Regions from separate parts of the Pan troglodytes genome. Here region 2 is linked to region 1. Evidence: chromatin contacts called from public HiChIP or PLAC-seq data. All regions are on one chromosome and are shown on one strand. Each heading gives the region's core, a stretch centred on a gene start, on an enhancer-like site or on the middle of the called end of the contact. The rest is flanking DNA. Distances are from core to core; before and after follow the strand shown.

Region 1 (6,123 bases), core at 1,997-4,496:
AGACTCTGTCTCCAAAAGTTTCACAGCTGGGCAAGGTGGCTCATGCCTGTAATCCCAACACTTTGGGAGGCTGAAGTGGGAGGATCTCTTGAGTCCAGGAGTTCAAGACCAGCCTGGGTAATATACCAAGATCCCTTTTGACTTAAAAAAAAAAAAATTTTTTTTTAAGTTTCACAACAGCCCTATGAAAAATGCATGCTTATTTTCCCCATATTACAGATGTGGAAAATGAAACCTGGGATGGCTAACTGACTTATCCAAAGTTACACAGCTATTAAGTGGTAGAAAAATGGGGACAAAATAGGCTGTTTGACTCCAAAGCCACCCCTCTAAGCCTCCAGGCTACAATGCTATAAAAGTCTACCAAATGAAAATCATGGGAGATAGAGAAAAAAGGACCTTTAATTTTAGTATATATGCTTCCAAAGAGAGCATGAGAAAAGGAACTGCAACAGAAAATTTGGCATGGCCCAAGATCAGTGACCAGGGTCACCATTTATTGCAATTAAGTTAGATGAGTTAACTACATTGTGTGATTTGGGGGTATAAGAGGGGCCAATGTAAAAAGCTCAAAGGTGGCCGGATGCAGAGGCTCACACCTGTAACCCCGGCACTTTGGGAGGCTGAGGCAGGCGGATCATTTGAGGTCAGGAGCTCGAGACCAGACTGACCAGCATGGTGAAACCCCATCTCTACTAAAAACACAAAAAAACTAGCTGGGCGTGGTTGCGCCTGCCTGCAGTCACAGCTAATCGGGAGGCTGAGGCAGGACAATTGCTTGAACCGGGAGGCAGAAGTTGCAGTGAGCCGAGATCGCGCCACTGCACTCCAGCCTGGGCAACAGAGTGAGACTCCGTCGGAAAAAAAAAAAAAAAGCTCAAAGGTATCTTCAGGTCAGTCACCTCCTACCCCTTTTCTCATTTTATTTTCTTTATAGCATTCACTTATCAATTATTTATTATTGACAAGTGAAATTGTTTTATTACTAATATTTTATTAGTAAAATTATTTTATCTCTAATCATTTGCCTCACCTCACTAGACCATAACTTCAATAAAATCAAGAACCGTGTCTTTCTTACTAAATGCTGTATTTCCAGAGTCCGAAGTTGTGCCTGACATAAATATTTGTTGAATGAATGCATAAATGTCTGCCCTTCCCTGAACTTTAATGGCAAAGACTTAGATTTACAAACTGGTTCAAAAGACTATATTACAAAGGCATGCATTATTAGAAATATTTTATTGTTTAGTTTCTTAGATTGGCTAGGATACACTGAAAAAAGAAGAGGAAGCTGGAGAAAAGGGGGAAAGAGCATATGTACTGGTAATGATAACACCTAAGTTATAGGGGTTGGTGGGGGGGTGGTGAAACCTAAAAAATCCAGAGCCTTCATGAGCGAAGTGCCAAAAATTGATGAGGCTCTCTGGTGTGGGATAAAAACCATCACAAAAGCTAACTTCTCAATTTTGTCTCAGAAATTCTGCTACCATAAAGATTTATGGAAAGAAAGTGAAAGTTATTTAGTTCATTTTAATATGCTAATTACCTTGCATCGTGCACAGCTTTGATTAAAATGCAACATTCCTGAAGTTCTTATTGAAATTAATGTGTCAAATTTATGTTCAAACTGAGCACTGGTCTACCTTGTTTATGTATAGTGGGTTCTTCCTGAAGATCCATTATTGATGCTATTATGCACCTTGTAGCATTACATCAGTGTTGAGAAGGGTGTACAGGAATAGGCTATGAGAACAACAAAGGAATTGTATATGAAAAACTAAAATGAATGAATAAACAGAGTCATCTGCAGTATAGAGTGGGAAAGGCAAATAATTTCAATGAGGTTCTGGAGGGCCAAGGAAAACATTGTATCCCCTAAAATGGAAGATATAGTTGCTAAATGTGTGGATTACAATAGGGGATTCTAGGCAGTTTGAAGTTTCAATAAATGCAAGATTTAGAGAAGAGGTTCTCAAACTTTGTGGTCTTAGGATTCCTTTACACTCCTTTAAAAGTTGAGGACCCCAAAGAACTTTTATGTGCATTACTGATACTGATATTTATATCAGAAATTAAAAGCGAGAAATTTTAAGAGTATTTCATTTAAAAACAATAAAGCAATCAAATATTAACAAAAAATAATTTTTATATGAAAAATAACTACTCCCCCTTGCCCCCAAATCGAGTTTTTGCAAATCTCTTTAACGTCTGGTTTAACCGCAGATGACTGGATTCTCCTATCTGCTTCTATTTTCAGTCTGTTTCCTTATCACATGTCACGTAGCCTCCGGAAAACCCCACTGTACACTTGTGAGAGAATGAGAATGCAAAAGGCAGTCTTGACATTAATATGGAAATAGTTTTGACCTTCCCCATGAAAGGGTCTGGGGACCCTCAGACCATACTCTGAGAACAACTTTTTTAGTTAGTATTAGTCAATTCATCATCACTTGAAAATTAGCTATGAGGTTTTACAAGCCTGAGGATTTAATGTGATTTACTTTTTCAGAAAGATGAAACAACGGACGTACTGAGTGTCCTCATTATAACGCATCCAGAGAATGCACAAATATGCCATTTTCATCCGTCAAAAGAACTGAAGCCGAACTGACGGACTGTACATCAGTTACGAGGATGTGGCGGGGGGTTGGGGGGCAAAGGATGACGAGCACCCCCTAAAGGCGCGGAGACCCGCTGGCATAGGAGAAGCAAAACTGTCAGAAGAGGCCGCCGAAGTGGTCTAGAGGAAAAAACTGTTTTTCTTAGGCGGGGAGGGAAAATGGTTACCGGGGGCCGGCGAGTTGCAGGAATTAGGCCTTGACAGGGAGCGTCCGCCGTCTAGGCTGCGGCGAGCGAGGGACCAGGCGACTGGCGCCAGCCCTGAGCGTTCCCAGCACAACGCCGAAGGGGGCGGGGCGGGCCGGGCGCCGGGGACGCGGGCCAGGCCTTCCCCACAACTGATGGGGTTGAAATTTCCTTTCCGGCTCAGCAGGGAGAAAAGATATGGTGGGGTGCTTAACAGAGGAGGTTAGACACCGGCGGGAACCAGAGGAGCCCAAGCGCGGCGTCTGGGCCTCGGGGCTGCAGGAGTCCTCGGTGGGGGTATGGAGGTCGCCGGGGAAGGAGGACGGTTCAGTTGCTAGGCAACCCGGCCTGGACCCGCCTCTCGCTCGCGTTGCTGGGAGACTACAAGGCCGGGAGGAGGGCGGCGAAAGGGCCCTACGTGCTGACGCTAATTGTATATGAGCGCGAGCGGCGGGCTCTTGGGTCTTTTTTAGCGCCATCTGCTCGCGGCGCCGCCTCCTGCTCCTCCCGCTGCCGCTGCCGCCCTGAGTCACTGCCTGCGCAGCTCCGGCCGCCTGGCTCCCCATACTAGTCGCCGGTAACGGATGGGGGCCTGGAAGGGAAGGGGGAACGTGGTGTTGGCTGGGCGGCCTGCGCAGATGGGAGGGCCGGAGGGATGGAGGGACTGGGAGCCGGGAGTCGGGGCCGCTGGCCGCCCGTGGCCTCCGGGGTCGTCCTGTGAGGTCGGACAGGACCGCGGAGTCCGGACCCCGGAGCCTGAGAGGGGCCCCGGGGCCGACCAGCGCTTTTATCGGGGACGGCTGAGGCGACGTAGGGGTTGGCGCGGCCTGGAGGCCTAAGGTTCTCTGAGCTCCACCGTCTTTTCCGCGTGGACCGGAGCGAGGCCGCGGTGACGCCCGGGTGCCCTGAGACTCGGCTGCGCCGCGAGGACCGGGAGGCCCCCGGCGTACGGGCCGGGCCGAGTGCAGAGCCGGCCGCCTCTTGGACACCCCCCTGCTTTTCCCTCAAAAATAATACCAGGAGGGAGGCCGCTGGGAGATGAAAAGAACGGCGGAGGCTGCGAATTCCGACGGGAGGGAGGGGCTGTGGAGGGACGAGGCCCCGAGGCGGGGAGGGGGCGGGGGAGGCTGCGACGCTCCCGGGCTCTCCGCCCATTGGGGGCGGCCGCGCGGGGAGGGGAAACCCCCGGCGGCTTCGCCCCACACGTGGTAATGGGCCTCATGGCCACTGGCTGGGCCTGGTTGGAGACCCTTGCCCTCGGGCTGTGCTTACTTTGAAAGTTGTAGAGACGGTGGAATGTGAAAAGGAAGGGTAAGCGAGTAAGCCCTGTCCCTGGGTTTCAAACTCTTCCCTGCTTCTCTTTGGTCTTAATGTTTTTATTGGTACCAGAGATTGTGGATGTTAGCTGATGATAAGGAAGGGCCTCCACTGCTAGTATTTTAAAAAGTTAACGCGTATATAGCGCTTATATTAACTGTTATTAGCAAAAGGTTGTTATTGTGTTTCCCAGGTACTGTTAGATGGGTGTCTTGATCAGGGTTTTTTATTTGGGGAGTATTGATCTAATCGATCTAAACCCCTAAACCAAGCTTGTCCAACCCGCGGCCCAGGACGGCTTTAAATGTGGCCCAACACAAATTCATGAGGTTTTTTTTTTTTTTTTTTTTTTTTTTTTTTTTTTTGGAAGGAAAAAAAAAAAAGCTCATCAGCTAGTTAATGTATTTTACGTGTGGCCCAAGACAGTTCTAGTGTGGCCTAGGGAAGCCAAAAGATCGGACCACCCCTGCAAACGGTTCTTAGATGAAAATAAAATGTTTGGCCCTTTATGACTTCAATTGTTCTTGGCTGTCTTATAAATTAGTTCCTTTATTGAAGTCACTAGAATAAGATACTTAACGGTTTCCTTTTTAAGATTGGAGGTGGGATGGAATGAGGTGTTAGTATAAACTTAGCCAAGTTTGTAGCCTGCAACCTTGTCAATGAACCCCACTGCCCTAAAGATCTGGGGGATGGCAGTGTAGGGGGGCTGGGACTGAGGTCCTATCTGGGAAGGCTAGACTTTGAGAGTGCAAAAAGGATGAACCAGGCGCAGGATGTCCTCAAGGAGCCCGTATTTTAGACGGTCACTGATCAGTTTTGAAACAACTACATTTTAAAAATCTCACTGCTACATTTGAAGATATCCCACTGCTGCATTTTAAAATTTACACTGCTTGCCTGGTTTCACAAGAGCTGTAAAATGAAATTTGGCCTTTTGAAAATAGGTGGATTCAAAACATCTTTGGAAACGAGTATCTGGGTCCTCTTTTTTTGGTCAGCTTAAATTAATACTCCTATACTTACTTTGGAAGTAATATACATTACCTTTGATTGAATAAGGGAAAAACCTTTTATGTATAGGGTACCATTTAAAAATCGAAGGGAAATAAATGACTTTTACAGTTATTTTCAAGGCACTCTTGTGTTTCAAGCTTGTTTGAAGTTGCCCAAGTTTAAATAAATGGCCTAAATCTATAGTTTAGTTCTAAGAATACTGTCCTTTGGAGAATGTATGGAACTAAACCCTGGTAGGTGGACTTGGACATCTTCTGTCATAAAACCTGACTTTCATAGGTTCTCCCTCCAAGTCAACATTATGTTAGTAAATAGAAATTTACAAGTTTTCACTATACCAATTTGAATATCCTTCTAAATTTTATCTGCTACAAAGTGCCTATTTTTATATTAGGCCCATTGATTTGCAGAATTATAAAGCTAATACTGAATATGGTAAATACTGCACTTGGCCTTTAATGAGATTTTTGAAACGAATACCTGTACCATAACTAATGTAATCCAAAATGCCATCTCATTTTATTCAGCTTGCTCCTGTTGGCTCCTGGTAAAACTGAGTTGATTCTAAATTCTCAAAATATGTTCAAAACTAAGGGTCTTTTTGTAGAAGGGGCTAAAGAAGCAGTATCTGTTGGACTTCAAAGGTCTGAAGATTTCAAAATACAATATTTTATTCACTTCTTGGTTGTAAATTTGAAACAAAGGATTAGAGAGAATGACTCATCAATATCAAAATATTAATGATCAGTGTATTCAGATCTTCAAGTTTAATCAAACCTGTAATTACTAGTGTTCTCAGTTTATTCTTTGGGTAACTATCTAGCACCTGTATGGACATGTATCTTATGTCATGAGCAAAAGAGGCAAATTGGTTGCTTAGATGTAGAATGTTAAATTGTGATGAGAGCTATAAAGGAAGGAAAGGGTAAAGGGGTCAAAGAGTAATACAGCGTTTACACAAAGGAACATGTTATAATTGAT
Region 2 (5,290 bases), core at 1,281-3,780, 490 kb before region 1:
GACAAGTAACTATTATACTAGTGATAATTAAAGTAGAGAAGATTGTGAAAGATATACTTACATTTGTTTTGCAATATCTTCACTTTCGATTACTTGCATTAGGACTTTCTTTTTTTTGAGTGGAGCTGAAAAAAATTAAACGTAGGCTGTCAGTAATTTGCATAATCCTGAGTATACCGTGTCTGTTTGTTTCCAATGTGATTGCCATCCACCGGGAAAAAAAAGGTGGTTTAGTATCATTTCTCAAACAGCATGTGGTCCTACTTGATTGGAACTTGAAATGCACGGAGTAATTTATCTAGTCATACATCTCATTAGCTAAGTCTGTAACCTAGGCTTCCTTGCTTCCAGTACATTGCTTTTTCCAACAAATGATCAAATTTTCAAAAGCCAATGTATGAAATTGGGGCTGAGGCAGAAGAGAATTAGGCAAGGCAATTTGCCACCTTTTTCTAATCTTTAGTCTCAGTTTCCAAAGTAAAATAAAAGTACCAGAAAAACGGGGTCCAGATGGTGTATTTTGCATGTTATCTATGCTCTAGGAACATTCTTTTCCAAATCTATTTGATTGCAACTCACAGTAAGAAATTGTTTAAATCACAACATAGGACATACTCTCACCTTCCACCATATTTGAAACAAAAAGTTTCAGGAAGCAATTTTTGCCCTTACTAGACATTATGCACTGTGGTATTTTATATTGTATTACATCCTAGCCTATTTCATATAAAAATGAAATTGATTTTTGAGTTGCAGGTTGAAAAACATGCCTCTAGAAAACAGGAGACAAGTTAATCTGTTAACAAACTCCAAAGTTACTAGCTTTGCTGAAATAATGTCACAGAATAATAAACTTCCTTCACATTTATTTGTACTACAGTCTCTCAGGCTTCAGAACAGAACCTGGTAGAATCTTTTCCTCTTTGGAACACAAGTTCATGACAATATCTCAGAGATTCTAAGACTCGTTGTTTCCCAGTTCATGGCAATATCTCAGAGATTCTAAGACTCGTTGTTTCTGACATGTTTACATCTCTGAATTCAAGATGTGTCTCAGGCCGGGCGCGGTGGCTCATGCCTGTAATCCCAGCATTTTGGGAGGTCGAGGCGGGTGAATCATTTGAGGTCACGAGTTCAACACCAGCCTTGCCAAAATGGTGAAACCTCCTCTCTACTAAAAATACAAAAATTAGCTGGGCATGGTGGCGCATGCCTGTAATCTCAGCTCCTCGGGAGGCTGAGGGAGGAGAATCGCTTGAACCGGGAGGCGGAAATTGCAGTGGGCCGAGATTGCGCCTCTGCACTCCAGTCTGGGAGACAGAGTGAGACCCTGTCTCAAAAAAAAAAAAAGGAAAAAGATGTGGCTTAAAGGTGCCTTACATATCAGCGGTATGGCATAGTTTCATTGGCAGCCTTTGTTTTCTTTCTTGGGTAACATAAAACAATGTAAGTCTATGATTTTTTTTAGAGCTGCTATGAAATATATTAATAATAAGGATTATATAGGTCAAACTCTATTGCTTATTCATTTCAATGTATCCAGCTTATCAGAATGCCTTCTGATTTCTTGTTAAGAAAATGTAATGAGATGAGAATAGCTTAAGAAAAAAATCCTTAGTTCTGGGCTACAAGGGAAAATGAGTTATGACCCAAGTTTAATTATTACAGAAAGCTTTCTCATTTGCCTTCATTGTGATCAGGGTTTGAGTATGATCTTTATTCTACCTCCCTTACTTCTGTATAGTTATTTCATTAGGCGGCTAGAGGGTTCTTCGGATCATGGCTAAAAAAGAAAGCAAAAGGTTAAGTCCTAGAGTTAAGGAATTAGGAAAAAAAAATTAAGGCATTAGAAAAAAAATCAAGAATTAGGCTTTATTTTAAAAAATGGAACAAACTGTCAAATTCCTGCGTACCCGTTTAAACTGTCACCAACCTAACACACTGTAAAACTTAATGACTGTAAAACTGGCAGCAGGATCCTGAACATAACAAGGAACAAAAATAAGTTTGCTAGGCTGTTTTCATCCCAACATGATTGAAATACACCGTTTCCTAAAAAAAAAACCTCTAATGAGGAAAGCAGTAAATTAAATGCCACGGTTAATGTGCCACTAGAAATAGGAACAAGTAGTTTAGTTACCGAATGCTTCTTAGGCCATACACTCTACACCACGATGCGTTCTTTTTTCTGTTTCGCTAAAGCTTTCACCAAGCCTAAGGCTGGAGAGGGGTCCTAACTGAGCCCTGACCAGACCAGGGAGCCCTACTGTGCAATCTCCTCAGGTTAGGAAGGGCCCGGTACGACCGGCCCAGAAGGCCTGGCCGATCAACAGGCGCTGGGCCGACGGTGGTGGGCTCGCTTCCTGAGGCTGCCCTTGGGCATGCGGAAGGGGACTGGCTGGCGATAACACCCTGGCGAAGCAAGGTGGACAGTGACTCCCGCCCGGTTCGAGCCCGCCTAGCAGGGGAAGCAACTCCACCGCCGCCTCCGCGCACCGTCACGTGACGGGAAGAGGGCGTGGCCGAAGCCCGTGATCCGGGGGGCGGGCGGGGCACGGGGAGGGCGCTAGAATGTGAAGGATCTTGGCGGTTCTGGGTTCCCAGAAAGGCGGCGACGCGGCGGATGACAACATTAGGCCGCGACGCGCTCCTGGCCAGGCGGCGGCTGTAGTGTTAGCTTTGGACGCCGCAGTAGCCGCTGCCGGTAGCAAGCCGACTGAGGGAAGGTGGGGGTCCGCCCTGGCTGGTGGACCTCGGGGCCGAAAGTTCCCGCCCCGCTCGGGGGCTGAGCCGGCAGTGCCTCCGCGGCCACTGGGCAGCGCCCTTCGTCCAGGCTCGCGCCCCAGCTGCCGCCGACGACAGCGGCCGAGAGAAGTTGGGGTCTGACTAGACGCTTACGGGGCCCCGGACCCCGGCGCCGCGGCGACCTCGGAGGAACCGGCTCCTTGCGTCCCGCCTCCCTGGGAGCTCCGCACGGGTGAGTGTTGCTCCATTCCTGAGGTTGGGGTGCTGGGTTCGCACCCCTCAGGGCGACTGCGCACCCTTATTGCCACGTTCTGAGCTCGGGCTGTCGGGGACTGCTGGCCACCCCCGCCGAGGAGTTCTTTGGCTCCTTTGTTCCCTTTTGGAGTAGGGGGATTCGAAAGGCTGGCAGGGTGGAGTGTTTAGGGGCCCACAGTAGGTGCATCTGCAGCCTTACAAAAGCCGCGGCAGGGGAACGGGGGTGGGAGGCTGTTGGAGCATTTCGACCGCCCCGGGTGTCTGTCCCTCCTGAAGTTTGATAGGTTGATGGCATGGGCCTCGTTGGGAGCCCCCGCGCCCAGGAGAGCTGGCGCTTTGTCGCTCGGTGCGGTTAAGGCGAGGCTCCTTTTTTTCCTGTGACAGCCCCAGAGGAGGCTGTGCCGCGCACCGCAGACCGCACCCGCCTTTGCAGAGCCAAGCGACACGGTGTTGTTCCTCTAAGCCTCAGTTTTCCCGGCCTTCTTGTAACGTAGGAGGAAAGCCAAGCCTTTGCTGTGCTTTTAAATTTAATGTTTGTTTCTAAGCCCTCTCTCAAGAGTGGAATCAGGTTCCAAGGAGCCTGCTTTAGGTTCCATGCAGCATGCTTTAGGTTCATTGAACCACCCACTCAAGACTGGCTGAGGCGAAGCAACAGTATATGCAGATTTTCCATTCACAAAAGTCATTTAACACTCTTCTTTATGAGACACATCTGCGTTGCAGAACGTAACCTAATTTCATTTTATTTAAATGCTTTCTGAAATAATAGATAACTTGGACAACGTAAACAGATGGGTAAACTTTAACTGATAATGTAAGTATATATGCATTAAATAAAAAATTTAATGATGTTTTTGCCTTTCTGCTGCTAGAAGACTTAAATGACGTCTGAGTAGTAATACAGTGTCTCCTGCATGGCAGTTAAGTTTTTCCCAAAATTAGTGCTGCTTTTGAAATAATCCTTTAAAACAGTTTTTGCCTCCCTTCGTATCTAGAGAGAGCAAGAATTATGGAGAATCGTGGGTGAATTGATTGTTAAATTTTGCTAATTTCCTAGAGTTTCATCTAAACTTGATTTTGCTGAGAGGCTATGATCAGTTTCTATGCTTACTAGAACCTGTTTTGCAGTGAAATTATTAAGATCATGCTAGTTTTATAAAATAGGTTGGAAAAGGAAAAGTAAGGCCATGCAATTTAAAACTGTTCTCTATAAAAGTACAACTAATTTCAAATGTTTGTTACTTTTATTTTTTTTTATATTAACCGTGTATGGAATGACTATAATATACCTGCTCAAAGGGCTGAGAAAGGGAATAGATGAAACTTAAGCTACCTTTTGGGTCTTTAATTATGGACATCAAGTTATTGCGGTCACATTCCATGTCAACCTTTTGAACAGCAATACCGTGTACACAGGTGCTTAGAAATGCCTGTTTAATTAAAAATGGCCATGGTTTATTTCTCTTTGATTGAATCATAATAGTTATTGAATCTCTGATCTGTGGAAAGATGCTACTATATTTTCCTTAGAAGGTTATTGCATTTTAAAGACAGTCAAATATGTTTTTTATAACACATTCAGGGTACTTATACATTTGTCAATATTCAGTTCCTTGGTTCATTTAAAAATTGAAAGCCTTAGAAAACACTTTGGGGATAAATTTACAATTGTGTATAATGAATTTATGTTTTAGTTTGCTTTAAGAAAAATGATGAAATTATGAATTTGTAAAATATGCATTACAAAAGGATTTTTTTTTTTTTTTAAGACTGTCTCACTCTGTATCCCAGGCTGGAGTGCAGTGGTGCAACTTGGCTCATGCAGCCTCTGCCACCTGGGTTCAAGAGATTCTTATGCTTCAGCCTCCTGAGTAGCTGGGATTACAGGTGCGTGCCACCATGCCAGGCTAATTTTTGTATTTTTATTAGAGATGGGGTTTCACCATGTTGGCCAGGCTGGTCTCCAACTCCTGGCCTCAAGAACCGCCCGCCTCAGCCTCCCAAAGTGCTGGGATTACAGTCATGAGCCACTGTGTCTGGCGGATCTTTCGTTTAAAAGTATGAATTGCAGAATTTTAACCAGTGTTAGTACATTTCAACTTGGCTTTGGTTTGTAAATAATCCTTCAAAAGTAGATTACTTGAATTAAGGCATTAAAGACAAGAATTGATACAGTACATAGATCTAGTTTTCTAATATTAATTTGGAAAACTTTTATCCTAATATTATCCTAATAACAATGCCTGAAATGTCATGTTGTAATGTTTGTATTATATTGAAAGTTAAAAAC

The links. HiChIP or PLAC-seq counts read pairs in DNA pulled down with a chosen protein or histone mark.
Region 2: an H3K4me3 HiChIP or PLAC-seq map of stem cell-derived excitatory neurons shows a contact between it and region 1, with 2.6 times the contacts expected there. The contact joins the promoter of ZDHHC17 here to the promoter of NAP1L1 in region 1. A contact is called at or near these places in 1 of 7 Hi-C or Micro-C datasets (stem cell-derived neural progenitor cells) and 1 of 1 datasets of contacts at active chromatin or transcription factors (stem cell-derived excitatory neurons).

Annotation. Positions count from the first base shown.
Region 1 is chr10:82,846,287-82,852,409 of NHGRI_mPanTro3-v2.0_pri, reverse strand. It overlaps NAP1L1 (nucleosome assembly protein 1 like 1), which reads left to right and starts at 3,246. Exons shown (of 13, transcript XR_010148088.1): 1 at 3,246-3,385.
Region 2 is chr10:83,334,949-83,340,238 of NHGRI_mPanTro3-v2.0_pri, reverse strand. It overlaps ZDHHC17 (zinc finger DHHC-type palmitoyltransferase 17), which reads right to left and starts at 2,530. Exons shown (of 19, transcript XM_063785938.1): 1 at 2,141-2,530; 2 at 62-125. It overlaps OSBPL8 (oxysterol binding protein like 8), which reads left to right and starts at 2,382. Exons shown (of 24, transcript XM_509228.9): 1 at 2,382-2,977.